Regions from separate parts of the Mus musculus genome. Here all the other regions are linked to region 3. A link is a contact called in public Hi-C and HiChIP or PLAC-seq data. All regions are on one chromosome and are shown on one strand. The core of a region is the stretch at or near the end of the contact, and the rest is flanking DNA. Distances in the headings are between cores, read along the strand shown.

Region 1 (7,336 bases), core at 1,853-4,352, 510 kb before region 3:
GAGGCTCCCGGGCGCGCGAGTAGCTGCGCCGGCCGCGGTCGGTCGAGGGGCGGGCGGGCGGCGGTTTAAAATGGAAATGCGCGCCGGGGCGGGGCGGGGCGGGCGGAGGCCGACGTGCGGAGACTGCGGGCCGCGCGCCCAGCGGGGCCTGCGGGTCCCGGGAGCGCGGAGGCGGCGGCGAGCGCGGCGGAGGGCAGGTCCAAGCGCTGGGGTGGATCCCCCGCGCGGAGCGGATCAGCTCCTAGCAGTAAACCTATACTACACTCTCCAGGACCTGCTGCAAGGTCATCTGAGGCCTCAACTATCCCTGAAGCTTAGAAAATGAAACTCAAAGGACCTGCTGGAAAAGCACCCCCACGAGGCTGGGGCAGGAGGATGGTTGAATTTAAGGCTAGTTTGATCTTACACGTCCAGTTATCCCAGCCCACCCACAAGGAAGATACCAGATCTCAACAATAATAAAGATTTCTTTGGAACCTGTAACTTCTAACTCCTCGAAAACAAGAGGATCTGGAGAGATGGCTCAGCAGCTAAGAGCACTGTGTTCCTACAACCCACGTAGGGATTCACAACCAGCTCTAACTCCAGTTTCAGAAGTTCTATGCCCCCTTGTGACCTCCAAATGTGCCTGTATGTTCTCTTGGTACATTGTACATACACATAATAAAAAATAATTTTAAAAAAAAGATCACACAAAATCAGTCACTCCCTGGCGCCAGTGGTCTCTAAGGTAATTTATATGGTGTTTTCCAAAATATAAATCTGCTACCTGAGCAGCAGGCTTAGAAGCAGGAAGAGCAACTTGCCAGTCTCCTCTCCTTCCTGACCACCTGGTTTCTCCACCAGTAAGATGGAGATAACGGCTCCCTAACTTAGATTAGCACTCTTGAGGCAACTGGAACCTCACCATGGAACCTCATGGGGGGGGGGGGGGTGTCAGGCACACTCACCATGAATATTTAAAAGTTGCATATCCCTTCACTCCAGCTCACCTCCCCAAGTGTTCATCCCCACCCCCGTGTGATACAGGATTTATATACAGACATCAAGCCAGACCATCAGACTATCTTCTGATCACAGATGTGCTGCTTCGTCTTCCGGTTTACAGGGCCCACTCAGATGCTGATAGGGTCTCCTCTTGGCCTACAAAGGCCAGGGGACCCTGGAGGCTACACATAGGCAAGGTACAGGTGGCTGGGAAGGTCAGGCATTTCTAAGGTCTCTTTCTAGCTCATCACCACAAAACGTAGGAGGTGTCTGTTGTGCTCATGCCAGTGACAGTGGTGGAAGGATGAATGAATGAGTCGGGTCTCCCGGAACTGAAGTCTATGACACCTGGATTTTAATGGCAAACTATTAGAAACGCTTCTACGTGACTCCTTTACTTATTGCCTGCCTGTGGGCAAGCACACGTCGGGTAGGAGTATATGGGGGAGGTGCATCTGCACGTGAAGGCCCCAGGTCAATATCCTTCCTCTCAGCAACTCCTCGTTTTATACATGAAGGTAGGGTATCTCACTGGAACAAAGAACTTGATTTGGCTAGTCTAGCTAGCCAGCATGTTCCATGGATCTCCCAAACTCTGTCTCCTCAGTACTGAGATTATAGGTGGGCTACCACATCCACCTGACATTTAAGTGGGTCCTGGGAGTCCAAAGTCCTGCCCTGATGTTTGTATGTCAAGTACTTCTCCCACTCAGTCATCTTTCCAACCTGTATTTCATTTTCAAAGATTTCAAAATATAGCTAGCCACCACCGGTGACGTCTACCTCAACTACAAGATCCCTACCATCAGTTATGGGCAAGGTAGACATTTTGTTTGAAACTCTTCGTCTCTACAATGGTCCTTCAGACAGACCATTCAAAGGTCAAGGCCATGACATCCTCTGTTTGAATAAAGCAGCTCTCTGATAAAACTCAAGAGCCACCAGCTATTCTAAAGGCATGAAGGCAGGCATGAAGCATGTTAAAATGTCTACCTCTATCCAGTTAGGAGGATGCTGAGGCTCAGAGCTCAGGCTGAGTTCTCCATGACTGAGTGCACAGCTCCTGGGTGAGAATGGAACTGGAGTCAGACTCTCAGTGCCCCGGTCTGCATTCACGTCTTTTGTTTCAGCAGCTTCATTGGCGACAAAGAGCAGAAAAGCGTGACCAGTACTGGCCTAGGCACCATTAAAAATTAAACTCCTGGTATAACCAGGAAGTATTATTAACATATTTTCATTGTTTTTCTATGGACTTATTTATTCATAAAGAGACTGTGTGTGTGTGTGTGTGTGTGTGTATGTTATACTACATACAAAAGGACAAGACAGGGTTCTCTTGCCTCGAGGAATTCACAAACTTATAAAAATGATGTTTGTAATTTTAGGACTGAAAGAAACGGTGGAGGAAGTCTCAGAGTGGCAACAGTAGCCAACATGCCACTCATCTAATAAGTCAGTGCCACTAGGACCTGGCCACAACCTAGCCTTACAGCAGTACAGTGGCTCGAAAATTCCAGGTCCCCAGATCTTCAAGATGAGATATGGGAGCTGCCCACAGGAAAGAGAGGGCCGCAACCCTGGGGTCACTGGAGCTGGAGGCTAACTCTCAGTGTGTATGAACAAGGCTTCTGGGAAATGCCACCATGAACCTTAATAGCATCTAGTGCATAGTAAAGAAAGGGAGACACATGTCCCTTATTACCTGAAGCATACTTCACAAAATGAGGGTGCGTGTGGGGGGGGGGGATTTGGAATTCCTTTACAGCTTTACAGCAGTGGTCTTCAACCTGTGGGTCACTACACCTTTGGAGAGCAAATGACCCTTTAACAGGGGTTGCCTGAGAGCATCAGAAAACACAGATGTTTACATTATGGCTCACAACAGCTGCAAAAATACAGTTATGAAGTAGCAACAAAATAGTTTTAAGGTTGAGACTCTGTATTAAAGGGTCTCAGCATTAGGCAGGTTGATAACCGCTGCCGTTATTCTTTCTTGGTATGGAATCCATCCCAGGTTTTGTGCATTACCCTACAAGGATGCAAGCTGCAGAGTAGAAGAATCCATTCCATCCACCTCAGATGACACACAGTCTCCCAGGGAGACTCAGAGCACCCAGCCTGCCAAGCTGCTGCTCTCTCTCTCTCTCTGCACTCTAAGCAGGAGGAAGCAGGAGCCCCACAGCCAGTCCTAAACACCCCCTGAAGGCCTACATGTCCCTGTCATAGCGTGTGGCCTCTCCCCGCAGCCCTGGAGACTTGGGCTCTCCCAGTCTCAGAAGACACAGGATCCTGAGCCTGTCACTCCAAAACCTAAATCCCCAGCACAAAGCCAGACCTGCCTCTGCTCAAAGGAAATGCTTCACAAGGCTTGCTGAGTGCTCCTGGACTATTTTGTTGGGTGTCCCTAAATGGATACTACCAGACCACATCTTGGATTTCCCATACATACCATATAGCATATCACCATTTTAGAACACACTCACACAGAGTGTGTCCTTGATCTCTCTGCTCTATCCTTCAATAGCACACGGGCATGGCTTGGGCACTGCAGGGATTCAATTGTCTGAATAAGAAAAGTCTAGTGGGTCCAAATAGCCCTGCTGATCCCCTAATTCCTCACCTTGGCAGCTGGCCACCCACCTCAGCCCTAAGCTTACAGAAGCCTTAGGCCTACGTCCAGTGCCATTTCTAGCAGGTCATCAGTTATGCCTCTTTCATGAACAATAGATTTTGCAAGTACTGGTTAGAGCCTATAAGCTTTATTTAGAGGAACCTCTTTGCAAGTCAGCAGAGGAATCGCCTGATTCACAGGCCAACTTTCCAAAAAACACAATTTGATAGCTAGTAATCAGGGTCACAGTCTCTTAGATGCTTGTCTGCTGGCAGCAGACATCACAACGCATGGTCCTTCCCTGGGCACAGATGCCCAGAGCCACAGAGAACTTCTTGCTGGGCTTTGGGAGCTAGCTTCTGGTAGCTGGCTGCCTGACAGGGCGATGCTGTATGTCATCTTCAGATCTTCTCAGCATGAGTCTCCATCCCATCAGGACGGCTGTTTCAGAGGACTTCTGATTTGAGATTTGTGTTCTGTGTACTGTCCCAGCCTTGGATGATGCAGTATGTGGGGACCCCAGCTTTCGTATTTTATAAGCTGAAGGTTGCAAATAGAATCTTGTCAGGCCTGTTATCCCAGAGACTCGAGAGGTTAAGATAGGAGGGACTGCTAACTTGAGGCATTTGTGGGCCACAGAAGTAGTTCAAGTTCCTCTAGGTAACTGAGCAAGACCCTGTCTCAAAACAAAAATACAGCCATAGGGTTTTGGCTCATTAATGGAATGTCTGCTGTCTAGCAGGTGCAAGGCCCTGGGTTCAGTCCCCATATCCAGCTCCCCCAAAGATACAGGGAGAAATGTGAATAAAGCACTGCTGAACCTGATGGCTTAGTCAAGAAGGGAGTGTATACTCCTCTTCAGGGCAGGGACATGCTGACTAAGCAGGAGGCAGGACCACAGGTCCTCTGAGCACCGACCGTCACGCTGCCTGTGCCATTCCTCATGGAGCAGCCACAAAAGTCAAGGCTGTCAACAGGCCAGAGACTGTGTGTGGCCAGACACCTGCTGGCAGTGTGCTTCTGTAAGCATTTCCATTGTGACTGGAGGTTCCTGGCTGTCACCTCAGTGACAATGTTACCACATTTTAGACACTAACAAGGAAGGAAGTCTGGTCAGGGAAACTTACCAAAACCAAATTTGGCTTGACTCCAGGACAAAGCGCTGCCCTCTACCTCCTGCTAGAAAGCAGCACTGACAGGACCAACGGGTAACGGTCCCCCAATGTGAGGGGAAAGCACAAGAAGTCTTAGTGCCCTGGTAGTATAGAGTATAGTCTAGCTCAGTCCCAGGGAGTCCTTGATGTCAGGTAAGCTCCACAGGAGGTGATACACACCCTACATGATGCAGTGGCCAGGACATGTATCCTCCAGCTGCAGAAGGCTGAGCCACCAAGCAAGGGAGACCTGTCAGTCCTGCTAGGTGCTGACTGACTTCCAACAAGAGGCCAACTGTTCACCTGCTGCTAGTGGTGTCTGTACATGGAGCTGGCCTGAGTACCAGTAAGGCTTGCAGGAAGGAGAGGAGGAACCTGCAGAGCAGAAGGTCAAAGAAGTAGGAAGCTGTTTGCTAAAAGGAAGCAAGTGCCAAGGGCTGAGAGCGGGAAGTGAACAGTGCCCACAGTACATGGCAGGGTGACACTGAGAGAAAGAGGTTCCAGGCCAGGCCCCCTCATTGCTGTGACATTCTGCAGGACAGTCTGTTGTTACAGAGCCTCCTTACAGGCAGCAGGCCTCTCCTCCTCCCACTTGATCCCAGTAATACCCTTCCTGACTATATCAGCAAAAATGTCTCTACGTGTTGGCAAATGACCCGAGGCCAAGACTGCCATGGGTGGGGCACATCTGCTCCAAAGGTGCAGACTCTACACTGAGCAGAAACTAGAGGTGCCTCCCAGCCACACTTTCCCACCTCTATGTGGGTGAACAGTAGCCACCATCTCTAGCTGGGCTTCCCACCTCTGCATGGGTCAACAGTGACCAGAGGCTCTAGCTGGGCTTTCTGTGAGAGAGACTGCCTTCTTTCCAGGAATCAGCCATAAAACAGAGCAGCAATAGTGAGATGCAGGTCATCAGATCACCCATCATCCTGTGACGATAGACAGGTCATCTACCAAATACTGAATGAACAAGTCTTGTGGCCATGAATAAAATGCTGGGGGCAATTTTGTAGATGTTTACAGCTAGGCAACAATACACTCATTTCATCTACAGATGCCCCAAGTTAGGTGTACAGGGGTCAGGAAAAGACCAGCACTGGGATGGTTTATATATGCTCAGCCCAGGGAGTGGCACCATTAGAAGGTGTGGCCCTGCTGGGGTAGGTATATCACTGTGGGTGAGGCCTGGAAGCCAGTATTCTGCTAGCAGCCTTCAGATGAAGATGTAGACCTCTCAGCTCCTCCTGCACCATGCCTACCTGGATGCTGCCATGCTCCTGCCTTGATGCTAATGGATTGAACCTCTGACCTGTAAGCCAGCCCCAATTAAATGTTGTCGTTATAAGAGTTGCCTTGGTCATGGTGTCTGTGCACAGCAGTAAAACCCTAAGACAAGCACTGACCAGCTTCTCCAAAGCCTCGGGATCCTACACTGTCACTGCCCACAGAGACGCCATCCTAACAGAAGCTAACAGAGCCTTCTGCAGAAGGGCCAGAGAGGGACCCAAACCCAGTCACAGCTTTTCAACACAGCCTGGAACAACTGAGGACAGTCCCAACCCCAGCTAAAACCGTATCTCCACCTACATGGACCAGCGAGAAGCTGTGGTTTTCTAGCATGCTCTACAGAGCATCCACTGTGAATAGCTTCACTACCACACATGGAAATGTTCTATGTGAAGAAGACTTAAGACATTAAGTCAGATCTATGAGCCATCACTTTACAGAAATGAATTCAAGCAACACTTAGCACAGCAGCTCCTACTTAAGAGTGACTCCCCAAGGACTCTACATGGCTACAACCACAGCATGCGGAAGGATTCCCACCCCATCTTCCCTCCCTCCAGCCTTCCCACACATCAGCTGTGTGCATGCAGCCAAGGAAAAGAAATAAGAGGCATCAACAAATGGGACACACCCCTCACTGGCTGTGAAGTATGTCCTAGTGTCACAGAAACTCTTTCCCTAGAGGGCTGGAAACATCTACCCCTTTCTTCAGCGCATCGAAGACAAGCCAAAGTAATGGCCCTATCACAATCCAGCCTGGAGGACTAATGAGTTCGTCAGGCTTTCTCATCGTGGATCACAAGTTGCTCACGGGAGGGTGGCTAACCCCAATACAGTTGCCCAGCAGAACGCCTTGCCCCAGCATGGATGATGCCTTCCCAACAGAGGCAGAGTTAGGTCTCCTTTCTGCTGGCCTTTCAATCTATAAACTCCAGTACCTGCAGAGACCCCAAGACCACATGCAAGTACAACAGAATTAGCAGTACACAGGACTAGCTTAAAGCACAGGACAGAGTGACTGAGATTCGGTGAGGATCCTCTAGGAAGGACCATCAAGAGTTAAAGAGGCCTGATCTTGAGAGTCACCTGCATGTAGAGGTGGCAGCTAGGCAGAGAGGAGGGCACTACTCAGCAGATGTTAGTAGAAAGCCAAGAAAGGAATCCTTGGGCCACCCCATCTTCCTACACCGAAAGGTTTAACAGGTTTTCCTGGCACTTACATGAAGATTGAAGTGAAGGCCCCAAATGATGCCCCGAGTCTGCACAGGTCCTGAGGAGCACATTTTGACAGTGA
Region 2 (7,338 bases), core at 4,692-7,191, 270 kb after region 3:
CCAGCCCCAAACGTTCATTTTAAAGCAAGAATTCAAAAGAAGAGATTCTAGGACTAGCTCTGATGTTCTGATGTCTAGTTTGAGAGTTTAATTGGGATTTCGTCTTCCCGACTGACCCGTCCAGGAGGTCCAGTTATTCGAGGGTCTCGAGGGGACCTTCTCCTAAGAACCAAATGGGGGGTAGAGAGAGACGAGGGCCTTGTGCGAATAACGACACGGAAACGTTCTGAGTTGCATCAAAGCCCCAATGTATTAGCCAGGCTCAAGGTTTAAATGCACAAGCAAAAGGGGAAGTACAGGTACTTATCAGCGGGAGGGGTGGGGCAATACAAGCAAAAGGAGAAGTACTTATCAGTGGGAGGGGGAGCAATAGAAATTTTTTCTTTTGGCAGCTACAAAGCTACAAGGGGAAGCAGGAACTTGGTGGTATCAGGGTGTGGTCAGGACATCGGATGACTTAGGGCTGGAACAACCTGTGGTTGTTCTCGGGATCGGTGTGTTGGTGGCCCGCTTTTGACCCCCTTTTCTTCTGGGGGGGGGGAGAGGCCCAATTCAGAGATCAGGACAATTGTGTTGTCTTAATGGCTCCCAACATGACTTAACACAGAAAGCTAAAGGTGCCCAGTCCTGGAAGCTCACACTTGACTCGGGCAGGATGTCCGGCTAGCACAGATGCTCTCATAGCAATTCCAGCACAGCCTCATCCTTTATGCTCGCCTTGCTGCACACTTCCAGATGGCTCTCATTGGCTGTGGTGCTCCACATCCCTCTCATTACTTCTCATGAAATTAGTGGTCATGATGGAGATGTAGACAGGGTCTTCAGTTCTGGATTTACCTGCTGGGCACAGCTATGGCTCTGGTGTGCCTATCCTCCCTGGAAGAGTCAAAACTGTAGTGGGGAAAGAGAGCAATGTCTCTCTCTCATCATGGGAACAGTGCTGAGATTCCAGAAGTGGCCTCTTAGGGAGATACTTACACAGAGATTTCATTAACAGGGAGAGAGGTAACCAGCCCAGAGTGTCCAGGACAAGACACACTGCTTGCCTCTGTTTTGATCCCCTTGTCTGCATATTTCTATCCATGTAGGGTGGGAAGGGGAGTATTTTTTTTAACATGTAAATTTTTAAATTCTATTTAAATTGGAATTACTGTGGTTGTGAAAAACGTTAAAGGTCCAACAATTCTGTATTTATTGTTTGTTTGTTTGTTTGTTTGTTTGTTGAGACAGGGTTTCTCTGTATAGCTCTGATGGTCCTGGAACTCACTCTGTAGACCAGGCTGACCTCGAACTCAGAAATCCACCTGCCTCTGCCTCCCAAGTGCTAGGATTAAAGGTGTGTGCCACCACTGCCTGGACAGTTCTGTTTTTAACACTCTAGTACATAACTTGAATCTTAGCTCAGGAGCTAGCATCATGAGAAACCAGAGCCAACCGGATATAAAAGGACTTTCTTGTAAGCGTTTGGACCAGTACGAAGCTCACAGCATGGTTCAGTGTCCTTCTATTAGACCAGAATCACAGAGACTTTAACCCGGGACTGGAGGCCTAAAAAAAGTTTCTAATTTCTCAAAACTCTAAATTTTAAGACAAACACTCTGTGCCGAAAATGGGCCAGGAAGCAAAGAGCTTTCCTGTACAAAACGGCCCTGAATTGAGTGCTTTTGATTCAAAAAGACAACAAAAGGTGATACAGCTCTAATCCACGAATGGAGGACATTTGAAACCTCCGGTTTCTTTTGGAATTTATAATGGGCATCTCAGACACTGTGCCAGACCCATTCTTTGTCCCATCAAGAGCTGGTGCCAACAGTGCTGACAATGGGCACGAATTCAGGGCATCTGGGTGAAAGGTGGGAAAGGGGGATCAGGCTCCCATGGTGCCCACGTGTTCATTAAGAGCCCACATCAGTTTTAAGCAGCTATGAAGTACGGATGGCTCATGAAGGAATGCGTGTAGACTTGGTACATGAAGCCTAGGAAGAGCCCAAGAAATATGCACATCTGCAAGACATGGGGTCATTGTTAACTCTGTACTGGAGAGCTGCTGAACTGATGTGAAAATGTAAGTTGTGAATTATGCACACTTTGTAATCATGAAGGCAGCATAGGCTGGGGCTCATCTTGAAGCTTCCATGGTACTAGATTAGATGTTATTATAGCTCAGAGAAGCCATGGGGCTCACAAGTTAAGGATATAGCTCGTACAATGATTCTCAAAAACTTTCTAGAGCTTTCAAGTAACCCCCACATTTCTGTGGCCATCTCCCATTTAGGGACAAACCTGTTAACCTCTCTTCCCTCTGTGGTATGTTGGCCCTTGCTAGAGTCCTGGGCCACTTTATCATCTGACCGATATTATTGGGATTCCCAGTGGACTGGATTTTGCTTCTGGAGGCTTTGGCCGCCCATCTCAACAAAATGCTTCTACTTTTGCATTACAAGCCCTGGGTGTCTCCTGTTTTCTTGCAACTGTTGGCTTCTTTGCAACGGAGAACACTGGGTAAAGGGATGAAGACTCCTTCCTCTTGTGCAAGTGAGAACTAGGTTGCTTCCCTTGGACTTAAAAGTCATTCCACAAAAATCTTTTTCTGGAAACAGTTCCTCATTTGGGATGACCCTTGGGCTGTCATGTGAATCCAGCCGTTGCGGAGAGCTTCAGGGGAGTTGCTGTGATGCCTGGCAATGTGGCTACTGTGTGCACTGTGCTCTCACTGATGACCAGCACTCACTCCATCTCTGCCAGGTTTCCGGGCTGCATGGGTGTTGCGGGAAATATTAAAAATCAAATTGGCTCATCCCGTGCTTGTGCCAGCAGCTCTCTGCCCCAGTGGCCTGGCTGACCATGCACTGGTGTGTAATAGCTGACCTGTTTTTATCTCAAGGAGACTCTCTGGCCCAGAGCTCTCAAAACATCTCCACTCAGCTCGCTAAGTTCCCACTGGTGGGTCGTTACCACGCCAGCACCCTGCTTCAAATCCCCCATGGCCTTTGTGGTGCACATCCAGCAAACCAACACTTTGACGCGGTATCTTTCTCTTTTGAACCTAGTGGAACGGCCTCATGAAGGAAAACGCAACACAAAGTTAATTCAGAAACAACGGTAACTCAACAGCTGGGCGAACCAACTAAAATCCTAACTTGTGAGCCTTATTAAATCTAAATCCTCAGGTGGTGAATCCTGATGGATCCGCCATTGAAACCGGGAGACACTCGTACTTACATCTTGTCCTCACGCTATCCCCGTCCAAAAAGACCTAACTCTTCCTGCTTCCTCTCTTCCCCTCTTCAACCCAGAAGTCCCTTCTATTTGCCCAGTGATTGGCTCCTTTATTCATTACGGGATTGGTTCACAAGAATAGGGTCAGGCCCATTCACAACACATGGGTAGGTACACTGCAGAGCCACTGGACTCCAGCCCTCAGTCTTTGTCAGGTTTGTTCTTCTCCTCTCTTGTTGCAGACTTTGCATTTCTGCCTCAGCCTTTGTTTAGAAAAGTCTTGTCAGCCTAGGTGAAGTGATTGCTTTCTAGTGACCAAACACCTGACCGTAGAGCTTAAGAGAGAACTTATTTTTCTCACAGTTTCAGCGGTATCAGTCCATCATGGAGGGGTGGGGAAGGAGACAGCGAAACAGATCGCAGCACTGCAGCTGAGAAGAGGAGGGAGGGTAGAGTTGACTACAAGGAAACACGAATCCTACGTAGGAACTGGTACCAGGAGGGAGTTCAGTATCTGAGTGTGGAGACGTGGCTCCAGAATGCAGAATACAAAGCCCGTGCTGTGATTGTCTGGAGGAAGAATGGGGACAGCTGTGTGCTAGTAAGTGTCTTGGCAACCAGATTTTGGGTGGTGGTGATGGTGGAGTAGCTTTGGTTTACAGCCTTAGCTGACTCTTGTAGTGCTGATATTGTTCACTAAGAACATCAAATGCAAAGACAAAAGGACAGTGATGGTTATAGTAGCTCGTGCCAGTAGGGTAGAGGCCAGGAGATTTCCACTTTGAAGTCAGTCTGGGCTAAATCACTGGGCTGTGGATATGGCTTAGTAATTAAGAGCATGCACACTGCCCTTGCAGCTCTTGCAGAGGACCCTAGTTTGGATCCCAGTACCAATGGAGGGCAGCTGACAACTGACTGTAAATCCAGCTCTGATCTCTCTGGGCACTGCACTCATGTGGCCAAACCCACACACAGGCCCATAATCGATACAATACAGTACAATACAATACATTACAATACAAAGCAATACAAAGCAATACAGTACAATACAATACAATACAATACAATACAATACAATACAATACAATACAATACAATACAATACATTTTTTACAAGAAAAGATAGGAGAAGGGTGTGCTCCATGTTGAGACACAGAAATTCCATTATGCAGCTAACATAGTTGTAAACAGCCTTGAAGCCAAGCATGACTGCATTAAAATACTTAAGAGATGGATTTGGAGTAGTTACATTGACTTTCAGTAAAATCTAATTAACTATAAGTTTGCATCAGTTTATTTGCAATAATAGTTACATTTAATTTAACAAACAGCTTGCCAGATCACCATGAAGTTGACAAAGTCATCTCCTGAGCCACTTGCTGGGTGCTGGTCTGACAGACTCTAGGTCACCTGTGACACCCAGCCACTGTGACTTAAGCCATAGATAGGATCCTAAGTCATGGGATCGAGTCTTGGGACATCTTGATTTCTTTGGTGAGGGCTTTGGGGATCTGCTGGCTAGCACATTTCATCTCAGTATGAAGATGAATTAGAATCAACTTGTTAGCACACCTTAAGAAAGATGGAGGGCTGAGATGTGACCTGTTAGTAGAGTCTTCACTTAGTACCCATGACACCCATGAGTACCCATGAGTATCCATGAGGTTCTATCCTCAACTCAGGAAAATAAAACAAACAAAAAAGTTATAGCAGAAATGTCACCTCAAATTGCCTAGTGAACAATTTTTTTTGAAGTGAATGAATAAGTTAGAAAACTTCACTGAGCAATCTAGCTCTAATCTAACACCTGGATGAGTACTGATATCTTTTGGATCCTCCCTCCCTCCCTCCCTCCCTCCCTCCCTCCCTCCCTCCCTTCCTTCCTTCCTTCCTTCCTTCCTTCCTTCCTTCCTTCCTTCCTTCCTTTGGTTTCAGGACCTGGAACAAGAGACTGAAGTGCATAACTTACATACCAAAGCAGACTAGGCCTCCAGGTTCTCCCAGCATTCCTCAGTTCCTACCTGGTACACCCTGCCCCCAACCCTGAACTTTCCACCCCAGAGGCTCCTCCCTATATAATAATCCAGACATGTTGGTCTCTATTCCTTTCCTCTCTCTCTCTTCTCTCTATGCTCATACCCTTTCTCTCTTTCTCTGTCCCCCATCCCTCCCAATGGCAACTCCTCTGGCCTCAATTCCCAATAAACCTGCCTTTAATATGATCTAATCTAATCTGGTTTGAATTGGCTCATTTCACCAGCGGCAAAGAACTAACCTATCACCTTTCTCTCTTTTCCCTGAGAAGGCACTAGAAGCAGCTGTCCACCAAGGGAAGCAGTTCTCTGTGTAAGGACCCAGCCCCCTCCACTTTCAGTATCCTTCCCAGTGGCTCAAAATGCATGTGGGACCAATGCTCTGGGAAGCAGTGAGCAGAAGTCAGGACTCGGTTTTTGTGAAATCTTAGACCTGGAAGCCAGTTGAGTCCCCCTGACTTGAGGTATCTTTGAGCTCTAAACACACAGGGACAGCCAGCTACCTGTCAACACTGCCATTAAACCTGACCGTGGGACTAAAGCAGGGTCCCAGAAGTCACATCTGTTATTGTTCTGCTTTGTTACTTCAGGACAACAGTGCCTGTGTCTTCCTCCTCCTCACTAGATTTCACCACACCCTTGCCTCGGAGGCCAGGGAAACACAATGCCCTTCAAGTTCTAGCTGAAGGACACTGGACTTTGCACAGAAGTGGCTGCTCCTGCAGTGTGCGGAGGAGTGGGTAGGGTGGGGCTGGCTCGGAATCCACTCTCTAGCCTGAGGCACTTGCATTAAGTCCATTGTTTATTCATGAGCTGTTGTTTTTATAAATTTATAGAGTACATCCTTTGCCGTAGGCAGGCTATATTATACACTTTACAAAGCAGAGACTCTCCTCTCTCAAATTCTTAGATAATTTGAAAGCACCATGCTTGGTGGATAGCACTGTTCTTGAAGTGTTTGTTCTTAACTTGGTCACTCCCATAAAAAACTGCAGGTGACTTGCAGGCTTCATGTTCAGCAAGCCCAATTTTTTGTTTTTATTTGTTGTCTTTTGTTTGTTTTTAAATCACAAAGGCAAGGATAGGTGGGTCCTTTTTTTCTCTCTCTCTCATTATGCAATTTTGCCTCAAAATGCTTAGGCTTTCAAACTCTTCCTAAGAATCTCGTCTTCAACAATTCCAGAAATGCCAGTCAGGCAACTCTGAACTTCGTGTAATCACAAATGATGGCTCAAAGCCCCGAACTTATCTCCTGTACAACACAAGGCCCAACTGTGCCTTGGGACAATGAACAATGTGCTCCACGGTAACACGTTAGATGGTGCGTGAGTGTCAGCTACTGAAGCACACAGGGGATGGTCGGTTAAGAACCCCCTCTCCCACCCCACCACACACACACACACACACACACACACACACACACACACACATGAGAATCACTCCGAACAGCCAGGGGATGAGGGAAATGGCTCTTTAATAAGGCTGGCCTGTTTCTGCCTAACCTCCTAGGGAAAGTAGCCATGAACAGACAATGTTAGCAGTTTCTATAAATACTCAATGTTCCACACAGGCTATCCTCTTTGAGTCTCTTTTAGGTCCTGACTTTAAACTGTTAAGCGGAGACAAAAGACTTCGAGTCTGGCTGTTCCAACAAGTAGAAGATTTACACAGCAAAGATACTGTCACGATTACTTTTGAAGTGAACCGGTATTGTTCTTTTCTGGTAGTTCTTACCCAGGGTCAGGACCGCCTGCCTGCCTGCCTGCCTGCATCTCTGCCTGTCAGAATTAGGTCTTTCCCTGATAAACACAAAGCAGCACAGGACCATGGCTGGGACCCTGCTGCTCCCTGGGAATGGCCTGCTAAAGGCATGTTCTTTTATATGGGAATGAGCCGGATGCGCTGTGAGCCAGGGATGCCTTCTTTAGTCCTGGGAACAGGACCTAATTAGGAGCAATCTTAGTCAACAAATTAACAGAAATATATTCTCACCAAACCTAATCTCAGCTTATATTAGACGTACAGCCTTTTCCTCTCTAGTTGCTGACAAGCTTAGCTAGTTCCTACTTATGTTCGAGTTACATTA
Region 3 (7,736 bases), core at 3,871-6,370:
CTCTTGCTGGTCAAATTAGGTTGCACAGTGTCGTTCCCCCCACCCCCACCGAAAACCTCTGCAACATCTGCACGCAGGAAGACCCTGCCTAAGCTAGGCAATTATATCTGTTACATCACTGAAGGGTTTGGTGGAGGGGCTCAGCACATGCAAGATGATCTGAAACTTTTTTTTGCTGGCCCCCGCATATGGTTAAACGTGTAGGAATTTTGCCAGCCCACGCTGGGAGCTTAAAATCAGCCTGGGTGGGAGTGTTTACACCACAGCAATTGGCAAAGGCTGCCACCCGGGCTCTTTGTTTCTCCCCTGGAGCAGGTTCCCAGCACACACCTGGCACCTGGCCTCCTACACCAGAGGCTGGGTAAACAGGCCCTCGGATTTCAGTCAGGTTCTGGGATCTTCATGGTGGCCAGGAAAAGACTGAAAAGAATTTGGATCTATAAAATTCTCTGAAAGAAAGGATTTGGGGTTTGTTGTTGTTGTTAGCTCAGAAGAGTTGCGCTAACAGGCCTCCATCCACAAAGTTCTCCTGGGACAGGCCTCCATTGAGTAGATAAGAATAATCCTGTTAGTGTGTCACTTATTTGGCTGTAAAGAGGAAGGTGGAGTCCTTATCTTACGTTTACTTAACAGCCTTCCTATAATCTTAACTCATGTGACGTCATCAGGCCAGAACACCTCACTCGGTGGTTCAGGGGCAGGCTTCTGAGTCAATTCCGCTAGCCTTATTGCAGATGCAGAACCTCAGATCTTCCAGATACATCAAGCTCTGCCCTGCAGACAGGTAGCAATGAAGACACCCGCTGCAGGAGGTGCACACTGGCTGTCTTCCATGAGGCCAAAAAGACTTCATCACCTTCAGAGTGTGAGCGAGTTTATAATAACCTAAGAAAGACGGCTTTCAGCTATTTCCATGCCTGTTTCTTAACACTCCCCAAATGCATGACTGGGAGTTATTTGCTTCTTTCATTTCAGCACTCTGTGAGGAGGAATGGGGGTGGAGAGGCTCTGGAATGCATTGGTCCAAGTTCAAATCCTGCCTCAAGCATGCATCAACCTATCGAGGTGGAAGAGCAAGCAGAAGTCGGCCAGCTTTCCTGTCAACAAGACTCCCTGAAGTGCATACAGGAAGATTCCAACGATACAGAAAGTGTCATAGGAGTGATGCTGTGTGAAAAGGCTTGTCCTGGGGAGACAATATACACGTCTATTCACCCCAGAAGGGAGCCCTCGATAGACCAAAGTACGAATGCCAACACCGAAAATCCAAGCTGGTGAACCAATGAGTTTTATTGGGCTTAATTACCGAAGCTAAAATGACTCAAGACAGCCGAGTCACCAGAGCATGGGTGACAGCTCACAAGAGCTGGGAATTGGAAGCACACTGCATAGCCTTCAGGCAGTTCAACAGGTTGGAGAATGTCCTTTCTAGGTAACTCAATTTGTCTCTGCCTCTTCCAGGAAGCTGATCTGATTTCTGAGTCCTTTTTGCAGTTTAGCTAGCCTGAGAGTGACTCTCAGCTTTTATTGCTTCCTTTGAAAGGGACCTAGTGAGTCTGGTCAGTTTCAGGGACTTCCTGAAGCTATTTTAAGTTGCTCACCTAACTGTTTAAGGAGCTTCCCCACAGGATGCAATGGAGAAAACTGTTACACAGCAGATGTCTAGTTGTCTTACCCATCCATCAGATGGATAGCAGTGCTCCATAGCATGCTGACAACTGAAGGTTTGGAGACAACTAAAGACGTTCTTCCATATAGGATGGTCTCCTCTTCCTCCTTAAAACTCAGCCTTAGCTCCTTCATTTCTGAAGCACTGTGCAATCTCTGCCCTCTGGAGACTCACATCTTCTCCCAGGAGCTGGCCTCCATGCCTGGGGTGTGAAGTTATGCAATGCAGATGCCCTGGGGCCTACTGAGTAGCTGGCCAAGGCCTCTTGGAGGACACTGAATGTGGATGCATTGTTCCCTGGGTGTCCTGGGTTTTGGTCAATAATTTTCCTGTCACTTCTCCAAAGAGGGGCAGCCGTAGGGCTTGCGTTGTGCAAAGTTTCTCTACAGCCAGGACCTAGACAAAACCACTAGAAGCTGTGCTGGAAATGGGGCGGCAAATGCAGCAGCCAGTGCACTGGTGGTTAACAAAGCTATCTGCTGGTTATCCCCATTCCTGGCCGTCAGATAGTAACCTTGGGACAAAGAAATCTTGGTGCTTTATCTCTAGGGTCCTGGGAAATGTCCCAGGGACCTGATTCCAAGTCTCCGGAGAAAGAGGGTAAAACGATCTCACACAGGTGTCAACCCTGAAAATAACAAAGCCATAGGAAGCCACAAAGCTGTCCACTTACTGAATATGATTCCAACTGGGAGTTAAGATGCTGTGCCCGGAGCCAGGATTGCAAGTTAGGAACACAGTGGCTCTGGCCTCCTCCAAGTCATGGGCTCTCAGAGAGACACCAATAGCCTTCTCTCCCAGGAGGCGCAAGCAAACAGGCAAACACACACACACACACACACACACACACATACATACACACACACATACACACACACACACACACACACACACACACACACACACACACACACACACACACACCATTCAGTTTCAGAGAGCAAAAGGCTCTTAATTGGCTGGGAACAGAGGAATCAAACCCAAGAGGCCTCCCAGAAATCGAATCGAGGGTGTAAACCCCATTCATCATTCATTCTCCCATCTCATTATCAGATTAAAATCAACATTAGAATAGAAAGAAAGTCTATGCAAACAGCCGGAAGGGGAATAATTCCAGCCTGCTGCTGGATTAGCAAACAGCAAAGGAGAAATACTAGGAAGACCCCTCCCACCCCCAGCCCTTTCTACCTCTAACCAAAAAATTAGCAACACAACTTCCGTGTGATCAACAACCAGAGTGAAGGGTGCCTCATCAACAATGTATCCAGCCAGCTTTCAGGCCCTTCCAAGGCCCTGTCTGAGCTCACATCTGCAACTAGACTCAGGCCTTATCAAAGTGCTGGTGGGGATAACAATTAAAAAACCGAAACTATCAAAGGGTCACCAGTAACGCGAAGAAAATCGTCCAGCCCAGCTCCTGCCGGGAGACAGGGTGAGGACAAAAGGCAGCCTGTGCCTCACCTCTCGGTCTGGGTCCCTATTAATTGTTCTGTAAGAACATTAAAGCCTGGTGCCAGGACCTGGGGACAACAGGAAAAAAAGGAAAGTCCACAGAGGCCTTGCTGGCATTTCTGCAGCCAGCCTCCGAGCCGGTCATTGTTCAGTCGGTAAACACGTGAGACATAAAACAAATTGCTGGGAAACCAGGTTGTTCACTTCATGTGTCCTCCCAGGACCAACTGTTCTCTCTTGGAGGGTGACCTGGGCAGGCATTTACAGGACATTCTACAGCTTTGCATATACCAGGCACCAATGCCCCCTGACTTTGGGACAACCCCCTCCCCCAAGTCCAAAAGATGCTGCAGAAAGGATCCTTGAGAAGACCAGTTACTTCCAAGCCTCTCACTTTGAAGGACTTAGCCAGCACCAACAGGAGAATAGGAGTGTGCTCTGGGATCCCTAGGGCCTGCCTAGATCTTGCTTCCTGGGCAGGGTAGCGAAGCTCTAGGTAGCTTGTTTTACCTAGCTACCTAGATGACACTGTGTAACAGCTAAATGCTCCCCAGCACATTGAAATACAGCCGCTGTCCATCTAAGGATGCCAAAAACGCTCTGCAAACCACCCATTAATTTTTATGGTTGGCCCAGGAAGCAGATTGAGAATCATTACTGTCATTTTTACAAGGCTCGGTACCAAAACCACGGACTGGGCTGAGGTTTCGGCCCTCCCACCACCATTCTCTCCATCTGTACCCACCATCTCATGGGAAACCCCAGTACATCAAAAGGGTACTCATAACTATCAGAAACAGCCTTTGTGGTAAGGCAGGTCAAAAATTCCAAACTTTGGGCACGAGACAATCAAGGGTTTCAAGCAAGGGTTTTCTTGAGGTTAGGCAAGAAGGCGCCAGGTATAATTCAATGATTAAATCTACAAGGCTGCGACATCCCCACCCCCCACCCCCAACGAATGTGGGATCGGCGTAGATCTCGTGTTTATTTCCGCTCTGGACACTCATTGCTTTTATAATCAGAGCAAAAGTTATACGAACTTTATTTCTGCTGCTAAATCACAGAACACCAATCTGATGCACTAACAAGGGAAGAATAAACACGAATAAAGCCCAGCATGGTATTCCCTTTCAAATCTCATAGCTCCACGAGGCTCCACAACCTTCTGCGCACGCAGAGCGGCCAGCCAGCTCTCCGCCACTCCTCCCGCGCGGCATCTGCAGGCGCCCCACACCCGGGAAGGGCCAGCGCCAGCCAGCCCCACAGTCCGCACCGCTAAGCCCCCCAAACCTGCATACTACAACGCCAGATCCCAGCTGGGAGCCTCCTGGCCCCCAAACCCTCTAACAAGACACACTGGGCGGCGCAGGGCGGCTTCACGGTAAACAGCACTTGCAGAACAACGCTCCTCTATCCTAACCGCTCCCACCCGCACACCCCAGCGCTGTCACCTCGGGGCTGCGCGGTCACTCGATCACCAAGACAGAAACTGGAGTTTTCAATTTCATCCTCCAGGAGGGCTCTCCGAAGAAGTTGAAATGTGCATTGTCACCAAGTTTAACCCAAAGCCGCGCTCTCTTCGCTCCTTCTCAGAACCGCGCGGGTGGCGCCGCGACCCCCTCCGCCCTCCCCGCGCCCCGGGCCCTAGCGACCACGATCCGCAGCCCAGGTCGGGCTGTGACCACAGAGGGCAGGGAACCGGGAGCTCAAGGGGCTCGGAGCTGCTCCAGGCTAGCCGCGCCCCAGAGCCCGGGATGCTGCCCAAAGCCACAGCGCGCGCGGGGATAGGGTGCGCCGTCCGACCCTAGGCTCCTACCTGGCTCGCATGGCGCCCCACGGGTCCTGCGGTTCTCTTGTCCTGTGGGGCTCACCCGGCCGGGGGCGCGCGCGACTCCCGGTACCGCGGCCTCAGCGATCGAGGCAGCAGAGGTGGTGAGGTGCCCAGACGCCGCGACAGCCCAGAGCGCTCGGCCCCCGCCAGCGGGCGCAGAGGTGGTCTGGGCCGGGGCGGGGCGCGAGCGCGGGCGGGGCCGGGGCGCAAACAGCGGGCTCCAGGAGGGCGGAGCGCAAGCAGAGACCGCGGGAGGGGCGGGGCCAAAGCTGGGGGCGGAGCGAGGAAGAGGCGGGTCAAGCTCAGGCTGGGGCGTAGGGACCGGGGGCGGAATCGCACTCTCAAGGCGGAGTCTTTGTCGGAGAGGCGGGGCCTAGACGATACTGGGGCAAAAGTGGGCGGGGTGTGCTCAAATGAGCGTGGTCAATATGAGGTTGGAGCAAGTAGGGGCTGTGCCTCGAGCTGGGGGAGGGCAGTTCTTAGTAAAGGCGGGGCCTGGATGAAGGGGGCGGGATGTCCCGGAGGGGCGGGGCCGACTGAGCCGCTGATTTACTTAAAGAAGCGGCTTGGCTTACTGGCGCCTCCAGTGCTCCGGCGCGATTCCCGCCAACACTCCTTGTCTCCTTCCTTAACAGCGCCAGTTAAGAGAGTGGGGTTAGGGCCTCGGGATCTTTACCCCTGGACCCAGAAATGAGCAAAGATGATGGAGACCTCCGGTGCTCTGTTTTGGGGAAGCCTCTGATCCCCCGGGAGTGGTTAAGCAGTAAAACCGAGAAAAAACAAACAAAACTCAGCTTAGGGAACAACTACAAGTGGAGGAGAGCTGCCTGCGAGGCAGATTGCAACTGAATACATGTCAGCATAGTTACACTTCCTCTGCCCAGACTCACATACAGAAGTAGACGCTCGATGCGAGCTCAGTGAATGAACACACTGCGAGGCAGCGGAGCAAAAGCCCAAGCTCATGAGTCATCTCTCACGGGAGTAGACAGAGGCCTGTAGGGGTTGATTGCCTCAGTGAGGTCGAACCAGCCTTTGACTGCTGTGGTGGTGAGGCCAGGGAATGAAGGCTTCCACTTGGAACCAGTGGCAATCATGTCTTCAATGTTGCCACAGATCCAAATCCAGCAGCCCACTGAGTCCATCTTCACTATCATCGCTGGCGACAGATACCATTTATATTTTCTAAGTGACTTCAGACGTTAACACAGATTATCATATTCGGCAAGATCACATGGGAGAGGGCTTCAGAGTCGGAATACTAGCCAGTTTTCTATCTCCCGTGTTCTTTATGCTCCCCTTCCACTCCACCCTTGCACTCGGGCTGCCCGCCTTCCCCCACCCCCACCCCCACCCCGCTCTAGATGTAGTCCTAGTGGAGTCAGGTAGACATACTGGTCAACCTAAGGCTAAGAGGGTAGAATTTCATATTCTCTTAGAACATGGAAACGAGTACAATTACTCCTTAAGTGTAGCTGTCGACCTTAAAAGAAGCAGTCTCCTGAAGGTGCAAGTGACTTACATGGTTGGAGGGGGTGGGGGTGGAGGAGACAAAAGCATCCAGACTGGAGGGCGTGTCAGGAGCCAGCCTGCTGTGCTGGGATCTCTAGGCCTCTGTGTGAGTCACTTGCCTCTGAGTATGAAAATTAAATACAGAGCATAAGCCTCAGCAGAATGCCTAGCACAAAGTAGCCATCACTAAATATTAGCTATTTGTACTGCCGTGACTCCGAATGTCTCCTGTCTAAACCATGTCAGAAAGAGGGAGAGGGAGAATATGCATGAACGTGGGCTGGGGTTATAGCTAGAGTTGGTAGAGTGCTTGCCAAACATGCACAAAGCCATGGGTCCCATCCTCAGCGCCAAGAAATGGGGATGTAGTCACTCAAGCCCACACTCAAGAGATTCAAGGGGGATTCAAGGAAGGTGGATGCAGAAGGATCAAAAGTTGAAGGTCATACTCCCCTACATAGTGAATTCAAGATCAGCCTGGGATGTGTGAGACCCTGTCTTGGAGAATGGAAAGATGGATCAGAGGTTAAGCACTGGTTGCTCTTCCAGAGGGCCACGCTTCGGTTCCTAGCTCCCACAACCATCTCTAACTGGAGTTCCAGGGCATCTGACACTTTCCCTTGCCCTTCACGGCACCAGGCGTACCAGTGGCACACAGACATATATTCAAGCAAACATTCATTTACACAAAATGAAAATAAATCTTTTAAAAAACAAAGACCTGTTGGGTTAGGTGTCATATACCTTAATCCTAGTACTTGCTAAAATGAGGCAGGAGGATTATGAATTCAAAGACAACTTAGATCTACTGCTATACTGAATCTGTCTCAAAAGAAGAACTGCTTATAAAGCATTGAAAAAGACAAGCGAGTTATAAATGATCAAAGGTATAAAAAAAATGAGTCCCCCAAACACTGCAAATGGCCCCGCACATGAAAGACTCCTTAGCTGCACTGAGCAAAATGCTCACAAAGGAACAAGAAGATGAGAAAGCCCAAGTGTGGCCTAGGTGATGCTTGGTGACTGGAAACAAAGGTCAGAGACACATCAAAGTATGGAGCTGGGCAGAAATCCAGACTATAACATGATGCTTTGCCTGGGGGAGCAGAGGGCATGGGCTCCCCTGTCCACCTGGACATAGAATACCGTATAGTCTTCAAGCCAGCTTGCTTCCTGAGCGAGGAGTGGATAGAATTCAGGATCTTGAAGCAAAATAAGGTAGAGAAAAAGGATGCCATGAGTTGGATCTGACTTTGGAAGAACTAAACTGGG
Region 4 (7,571 bases), core at 1,478-3,977, 450 kb before region 3:
CTTTAGGGATGGATGTCACAGACTCCGGGCAGTGGGGACAGCACTCTGTTTGCATGTCTCACTCCCTCCATCTACTGGTGGCTGATGAGAATGAGTCAACCAAAAACCTGGCTTCAATTTAAAACAATTGGCAAGATCACATGACCCACCCGTACCTGGGAATCTACCCAAAGGCCTAAGCACACCGCAGGGACACCTGCTCGTTCATGCTGCTCGTTCATGCCTACCGCATCGCTGTTCACTGCAGCCCAGCGTCTGGCAGCAGATGAACGGGTGAAATGTGGTACATACACACACAGGAGTTTTATTTAGCCATAAAGAGAAAATAAAGTATGTGTTGGCAAGAAAACCGACAGAGCCAGAGACTGTCATAATAAGTAAAGTAAGCCAGACCCAGACAGACAAATACTGTCTTTTCTCTGTCACACGCAGAACACGGGTGTTATACACACCACACCACACCTCCACACACGCCATGAAAGTGGGAGGGGAGCTACTTGGAAGGAGCAGGTACAGGAGTGGGGAAGATGGGAGCAGACAAAAGATGGAGAAGACAGTGAGAGAGAATGATACACTTGATGCGATTATAAACACATGCTTTGAACAAATAGAAAATATGAAAACCAGCAGCACCAACAAATGTCCACAGCATCGCTTCGGTCACAAATAAAGAAATGAGTGATTCAAAGCCAGGTCAGAACAGGAGCAGACAACAGTGACCACTGGGGGAAGGCGGGACCTGGACCTCACTCCCTTCCTGGACGGACAACCTCTGCATCCTGGACAGGGGTTCTATCAGCATTTCTAGTGGGCGGGGACATCCTCCCAAGATACCTGCTCTTCTGCAGTCAGTGGGGAACCGGGGCCATGCAGAAATTAGTGCTGTAACCACGCAGGCTCCCTTACAAGCCTTTTGTTCCCCCTCCAAGTCTTCCTGCTTTCTGGAGACATCTGAGCTATCTCATCTGGGTCCTCCTTCCTGTCAGCTGACCTGGGTCCTGACTCCACCCACTGCTCCCCAATGGGGGAAATGACCCCTCCACTCAGGAGCTTATAATCATGTTTCTATCTTTTATAAAGAACTAGCAGGTTGGCTTAGTGGTTCACACCTTTAAGCCCAGAACTCAGGAGGCAGAAGCAGGGGCATGAGTTAGTTCAAGGCTAGCCTGGTGGGGGTTGGGGGACGACGACACTCTGCCTCAAAAATAAATAAATAAAATGAAAAAGAACTAGCAGCTCACAATGCACTAATCACTCTCTCAATTCTTTCAAACAGAAAAAGAAAAAAAAAAAGGTTAAATCTCATGGAACCCTGGACAGGAAATAATCCCAGAGGTTAGCTGTAGGAAGAGCAGAGAGAAGAGACCAAGATATCATTTAAGATATCAGAACAGAAGACCTGAAAGTCATTTCTATTCTTGGGAAAGAAAGGAAGATCACAGAAAGAGATCACCTATGGTGTGTATGTATGAAACAACTGATCCCCTTCCTGCTAAGTATACATCCGCAATGCAAAGTCTGGCATGGCCAGCAGGGGGCAGTATAGGCGAGCAAGAAGCTAAGTCTAAGATCCCACTATCCACTTAGATTACTCACTTCCTTCCCTTCCTGCTGCTTCAATCGCCTTGTTTGCTGAGCATGAGTCTACAATTACCGCAGAACAAAAAATTTAACCTATGTGTACTCTTAAAATTCCCCTAAGAATGTGCCTCATCTCTTTTTTTATACTACCTGAATAAACAAGTCTGAAAGCCTAAAAGCCAAAAATTCACAGTATATGCACTTAAATGTATGTCTGTTTGCATGGTGATGATGTGTTTATGCTACAGTCAGCAAACACAGCTTGCTTAATGAGGCAAAAATCTTTGTCAGTTTTATAAAGCAAAGTTCATGAGAAATATTTAATATGTAAATAAAGCAGTAAAATGTGATCGAAAAACAAAAACAAACAAACAAACAATAACACACCTCACTAATACCACTACAACTCATCGTAAGACTTTAAGCCATTGTTTATTAAGTTAGACTCTCAGGCCTGTGGAGGTCATCAGCAGCCCACCTCTGAGAAGAGTGGATTATCCCACCCATTTCAATGACTCCCTTCACCACAAACCCAGAGGGGTCAGGAAAAGCTGGCTGTGTGCATTCCAGCATGCAAGCCTGCAAAAGTTCTGCCATCCACTGCAGGGTGAGGCACTCAGCTAGCATGCAGGACTGAAGCTGTAGCCCATAGCTTGCCAGCCACCTCAGAGCTGGGCAGGTAAACAAGGGGCTAACAGCTAGAGATGGCTGACTCTAGATGCTCAGTGACCCTCAAAGATAAAAAAGCGGCTGACTCCCACTCCACTGTTCAAAGCCCCTTTCCTCTGACCACAACTGACAGCAGTCAGAAGACAAAACTGCCTCTCTAGGGCTCGGAAGCCTCTGCCCACCCTGTGTCTATTCCCAATTGTCTTCAGCCTGGTGAGGGAAGGCGCTGCCTCCCCAGCCATCACAGCCCCAAGCACCGTCAGGGCCAAGGCCAGGCTTCTGCTCCCACAGAGACCATGGCCACTCCTCCCAGGGAAAGGAGGCTTGGAAAGCCAAGGTAAAGAACTTCAGTAGAAGAGGAGCGGACGATGGACCACTGGGAAATACCAACTGCCGAGGGGCCAGCTATACTCTGGAGTGAGCCAGGAAAACACGCCGCCTACGAGCTGTCTCCACTGGAAGAGTCTTTAAACATCCCCTCAGCAACAAGTTTCCCCAGCACTGTGCAGCAGGGCACTGCAGTCTCTGCAGTCAGCCTGTGGCGGTGGGCTGGCATCTGTGGCAAGATGGATCTGTAGCTCAGGCTGGCAATCTCGAATTGAGATAGCCGTAAGAGGAAGTTAAAGCAAACACTGGTGACAACCTGTGGGCTAAAGGAAATGCAGAGACTGGCCAAACAAGAGAATTCCAGAGCCCCACATCAGTGAACATAGCTTCCTGGTGGTGTGGCCTTTGGAGGGTCTACAAAAATCCAATGACCATTTTGTACCTAGATCTTGCTATGCGGAGAGGCCATTGGTCAGAGACACCAGTGCCTCATCATGGAGAATGAAAGGAAGCCTGAGAGGGACTAAAGACCACACAGAGACAGGTATGAGGGGTGGAGCCCCAGTGTTCTCTTTTTCCAGGGCACCTTCCCTGAAGTTCTCATTAAACATCAGCAGAACTAAACTGTGCATAGAAAATTACTGTTCCTCCTCCATCAAATGGCTCTACTTCCATTCCTGAGACCCACAGGAAAGGAGTCACAGCAGCCAGACCTCATTCTACCCCACCCACCACACCCCAGCATGCTTCACAGAGACCCTCAAGCTGCTGGCTGCAGTAACAAACCCCAGCTACAAAGCTGCTCTTCGGTAAAATAGATTGTTACAGGGCCATTGTGGGAACTCTCTCCGAGGAGACACAGAGCATCGTCTTCAACCCCCTCTCCCTTACAGGGTACCAACAACAAAACCACACAGTAAGATTCCACTGTAGCCCAACGGGAACTAAGGGAAGCACGGGAGAGGGGTTATCTCCAGGAGCAGCTGCCACTAGGAAGCCTCGGCCCCAGCATGGATGACAGCTTCCCCATAGCTGTATAGGAGTCCTACTCGCAGTTAACATTCCACCGTCTACAGTACTTCACCCAGACCACGTGCAATTTAGCCAGAATTAACATATAACTGGCCAGTAAGTGCAAAAGAGTGTGACTGAGCTCAGCCGAGGGTCCAATGAGCCTCCCTACACCTCTCCTACTCTGAGGGAACGCCGCCTGTCAAGGAGTCATGGCTTGAGAGTCTCTCGCACGTAGCCACGGCTGTTCCCGTGACACCCACACTGTGCTCAGAGGACAGCGCTCCACGGCAAGGACTGAAAACAAAAGGGTGTGTTTCGCCCTTTCAAGAAGGCCTAGCACACAGCAGGCACTGCACAGGCTGAGCTCGGAATCTCAACCCCATACCTGTTATTTTGACTTGGCAGAAGCGCAACTCAAGGACAGCTGTGTCTCTGGCTGCCTTTCACTCACCAGCTGTCTGGAGCTCAAGCAAGGATCTTTCACCCTTCCACTGGATTCTCCTTTTCCACCCAGGAGGCTTTGCGAATATACAAAGCAGGCAGCAGGTTAGCAAGCTCGGTTAACAAGGGAGACAGAAGTGATTCTGTTACTGTCAGGTTTATATACAGGTAATGTGTTTTCTCTACTAATGGCTCAAAATTATTCATTTCAAGCCACTGGCTTTTCCAAGCAAGCAAGGATTTAGTGAGCCTTTCCAGTTTCGCCAGCACAAGGATCAACTACAGGCCGAGCGGGGCAAGTAAACGCAGCGTGGACCTCATGTCCGGGCCCTGGTTGTTCTGAATCCAGCTCGGGGATTTTCTCGAGCTGTCCACTCATGGGTATGCACAGTAAGTGAATGACAACAGGAGCCCAGAGAAAGCTGCTGATCCCCAGCCCACAACAGCTGAGACGGAATTCCCTGAAGGGATCCGAGGACCTCTCCCTAGGGCATGTGGTCTGATGAGAGAATGTGCCACACCTCCAAGTGGTCAGTTTGCTCACACATCAAAACTGCTTCGTACAGCGTCCTGGCCAGCCTCCTGCTCCCGGCACACATAGGAAGGGCTGTGAGGCCGGAGCTCAGGATAGGCTGCTTACAGCACAGAAACCTCAACCTGCACAGGCTTGGGACTCACAGACTGCAGAGTCCATCAGAGGTCAACATCAGCTGTGCCTTGCACTTGAGAAGCAGCAGTCCAGTCTGTCCTCCAGCCTCTCCATGAGGTTCCCAGTGTACAGGTCTCCTTGGCAACCTCACAGACCTCAGGCCTCACGGCTGGGCCTCCTACACACAGTAGGATTAATCTAGCCGACAAGAGGAAACAGGTTTCTGAGATTAAATGTCCAAAAGACAGCCAAAGAGCTCACCCAATGTGTCTAGAAGTGCTCTGGACTGATTCACACTCAGAGCTCAACAAAAATCCTTAGACTCCTATTTTCTCCCAAAGGGATTTCTCAGCTACCACTCCCCAGCCCCACCGCCAAGTCATCATCACTTAACCAGTCCATCACTGCCGTTCCGAACCTCCCTTGGTTCACACCCAGTCTAAGCTAGGGTTAACACTGCTGTGATGAGACACCAGGACCAAAAGCCCCTTGGGAGGAAAGGGTTTATTTGGCGCATAGTTCCATGTAACAGTTCTCCATGAGAAGCAGTGAGGACAGGAACTCACTCACACAGGGCAGGAACCTGCAGGCAGGAGCTGTCACAGGCACCATGGAGAGGTGCTACTTAGAGGTTTGCTCAGCCTGCTTTTTTATTGAACCCAGGGCCATCAATCAGCCCAGGGGTGGTTCCTCCCACACTGAGCTGGACCTTCTCCCACTGATCATTAAGAAAATGCCTTACAGCAGATCTTATGGAGGCATTTTTCTTGACTGAGGTTCCCTTCTCTCTGGTGATGCTAGCTTGTGTCACGTTCACATAAAACTAGCCAGTATACACCCATGCCTAATCTGTCAGAAACTCTCTAAACGTGCCTGAGAGGCAGCTGCCACCGTGTAACACAAGAACAGGACTGACTTCTTCAACACTCGAAGCTGTGCATCAACTCTCCCATGACCTCGGCTTTGTGCAGGAGACCCAGACAATGAGCCTGCCTTTCTTTCTGCCTTGTCTGCACACAGTGACCCAACAGCACAGCGGGAAGACAATGGTGGGCGTAGAAGACAGTGTAGGATGCAGGAGAATCCTACTGCTGGATTCTACCTACATGCCTTTAACAAAGTAAAAGTACAATTTAGCAGAATGCAGATGTTCTGATAGGCACAGAGCCTGAGAAGTTATGGCTTCAAATGACACAATCACTTCCCACATGAGTTTAGGTGAAAGATTCAGGGCGGAGGCTTTTTTGATGACTCTGAGCCATGCAGTGACCCGAAGTGACCCTCAGAGTCATTGGGATAGGGTCTGAGAGGAGAAGACGATGCAGCTGTAGAGACGGAGGGAGAATCAGAACTGTGAGCCAAGGCAGGAGCAGCTGGGAGAGACCAGCGCGTGCTCCGCTGAAGGAAGGACCACAGCCTTCGATCCAGCCCTGTAATACCCCTTACAGCCCTGACCCTGGAGCTTTAGGGTAAAAAGAAGATGCGGCCACACATGCGGTCAGAAGGCTACAGAGTGACATCTGAATGGCCAGCTGGTGTGGGACAAATGACCAGGGAAGTGGGAAGAAGGGGTCCAGAACAAGCTCCGGTCAAGAGGGGAATGACACACAGTGTCTGCGGGGGGGGGGGGGGGGGGGGGGGGTTTGCTTCTTTGAGCCGTGGCTGGGCCATGCCAGATTTGTAAGTACACAATACTCCGTGGCCTCTGTCATTCCTCTCAGAGGTCAGCACAGAGACCACGGAGCATCAGAGGGTGCAGAGGAGAGGGCACAGAGATGCAGACTCTGCGGCTATAGGTAGTTATGGACAGATGTGCACAGCTGCAGGTGGCTGCTGGAGTTTTAGGCCTTCAATAATGAACCAACCCAGGTGGCTTGAAACAATGGCCATTTATTCTGACAGCTCTGGAGACCAGGAAGTCCATATGCAAGGCTTTGCTCCTCATGAAGGCTCTCGGCCAGCACCCTGCCTTGCCTCTCCCGAGCTGCCTGCAGGCTGTGCACCCTGAGCCTCTGCTGTATGGCTACAGCTCTTCCTGGTCCCTCCCCTAGCATCTTCCCTCCAGAACAGGAACCTGGTACACTAGCACACTGCCCTGGTGACTTTCGCCACAGTGACTTGACTTTACTTCCATGCCTAGCTGACTCAAAGAGGAATGAGTCTCTGAACATCAGCCATTTGTGATAGAATACCAAACTCTCTCAAGACTAGACATACAGAAGATAGAGAGCTGAGAACACTCAAAATTATACACCTGCTTCCACCTGCAGGTCTGGCAGACCCGTGTATACTACAGGTGTATACTGCACATGGGTACATACTGCAGGCCCTAAACACTGAAAAGCACTGTGCCAGAACACAAAAATTTATTTTAAACAGCTTTTTAAAATGTGGCAAATACAACATAAACATAATAAAACTCACCATCCTAGCCATTTTTTTAACATACAGTCCATTGACCATAATTACATTTATACAGAGTTGTGCTTACCACAGTTCTTTTTACACAATGTAATACCTTCATTAATTCTTTGAGACTTGATGTAGGATGTTTGCCTAATGTATTGGATACATATTTTTTCAGTTTTGTTTGTTTGTTTAGCTGGTTAGTTTGGGGTTTTTTGTTGTTGTTGGTTTTGGGTTTTTGTTTTTTTTTTTTGTTTGTTTGTTTGTTTTGGGTTGGTTCTCTGTAGCCTTGGCTGTCCTGGAACTCACTCTGTAGACCAGGCTAGCCTGGAACTCACAGAGATCACCTGACTCTGCCTCCTAAGTGCTGGGATGAAAGGCTATGTGCCACTCCTGCCCGGCCATTTGATACAGATTTTAGAGCAGCTTCACCCACTGGCTTCTCCCCAAGCTCTTAGCCATGGGTCCTTGCCACAGAACACGA

What was found. A called contact is a pair of places that touch in the nucleus more often than the background predicts. HiChIP or PLAC-seq counts read pairs in DNA pulled down with a chosen protein or histone mark.
Region 1: a Hi-C map of rod photoreceptor shows a contact between it and region 3, with 2.7 times the contacts expected there. The contact joins the enhancer-like site here to the promoter of Sh3bp4 in region 3. A contact is called at or near these places in 3 of 39 promoter capture datasets (the 3T3-L1 cell line and hippocampal neurons), 2 of 484 Hi-C or Micro-C datasets (embryonic fibroblasts and rod photoreceptor) and 3 of 115 datasets of contacts at active chromatin or transcription factors (astrocytes, embryonic stem cells and pancreatic cancer cells).
Region 2: an H3K4me3 HiChIP or PLAC-seq map of embryonic stem cells shows a contact between it and region 3, with 20 read pairs. The contact joins the enhancer-like site here to the promoter of Sh3bp4 in region 3. A contact is called at or near these places in 11 of 39 promoter capture datasets (the C10 cell line, the SN4741 cell line, cranial neural crest and 7 more), 4 of 484 Hi-C or Micro-C datasets (embryonic stem cells and nephron progenitors), 27 of 115 datasets of contacts at active chromatin or transcription factors (a beta-TC-6 cell line, bone marrow-derived macrophages, craniofacial prominence and 13 more) and 3 of 9 other capture datasets (adipose tissue, embryonic stem cells and pancreatic islet).
Region 4: a contact with region 3 is called in a FOXA1 HiChIP or PLAC-seq map of pancreatic cancer cells. The contact joins the enhancer-like site here to the promoter of Sh3bp4 in region 3. A contact is called at or near these places in 5 of 39 promoter capture datasets (embryonic stem cells, frontonasal cranial neural crest, hippocampal neurons and 2 more), 3 of 484 Hi-C or Micro-C datasets (the C2C12 cell line, muscle stem cells and palatal mesenchyme), 6 of 115 datasets of contacts at active chromatin or transcription factors (astrocytes, embryonic forebrain, forebrain and 3 more) and 1 of 9 other capture datasets (adipose tissue).

The regions. Positions count from the first base shown.
Region 1 is chr1:89,572,982-89,580,317 of GRCm38.p6, reverse strand. All of the region lies in intron 1 of Agap1 (ArfGAP with GTPase domain, ankyrin repeat and PH domain 1), which reads right to left. All of the region lies in intron 1 of Gm41914 (a long non-coding RNA gene), which reads left to right. Among named protein-coding and RNA genes, the nearest start is that of Gm41914, 4.3 kb to the left of the region's middle. Within about 2 kb of position 3,102, at least 198 of the 459 cell types and tissues checked have an H3K27ac peak or open chromatin away from gene starts, as enhancers often do. A contact at or near this core is called in astrocytes, embryonic fibroblasts, hippocampal neurons and 2 more, where this site is marked.
Region 2 is chr1:88,799,249-88,806,586 of GRCm38.p6, reverse strand. No RefSeq gene overlaps it. Among named protein-coding and RNA genes, the nearest start is that of Platr5, 48 kb to the right of the region's middle. Within about 2 kb of position 5,941, at least 28 of the 459 cell types and tissues checked have an H3K27ac peak or open chromatin away from gene starts, as enhancers often do. A contact at or near this core is called in embryonic stem cells, extraembryonic endoderm stem cells and trophoblast stem cells, where this site is marked.
Region 3 is chr1:89,067,799-89,075,534 of GRCm38.p6, reverse strand. Sh3bp4 (SH3-domain binding protein 4) reads right to left here and starts at 5,120. Exons shown (of 6, transcript NM_133816.3): 1 at 4,938-5,120.
Region 4 is chr1:89,518,562-89,526,132 of GRCm38.p6, reverse strand. All of the region lies in intron 1 of Agap1 (ArfGAP with GTPase domain, ankyrin repeat and PH domain 1), which reads right to left. Among named protein-coding and RNA genes, the nearest start is that of Gm41914, 59 kb to the left of the region's middle. Within about 2 kb of position 2,727, at least 28 of the 459 cell types and tissues checked have an H3K27ac peak or open chromatin away from gene starts, as enhancers often do. A contact at or near this core is called in muscle stem cells and pancreatic cancer cells, where this site is marked.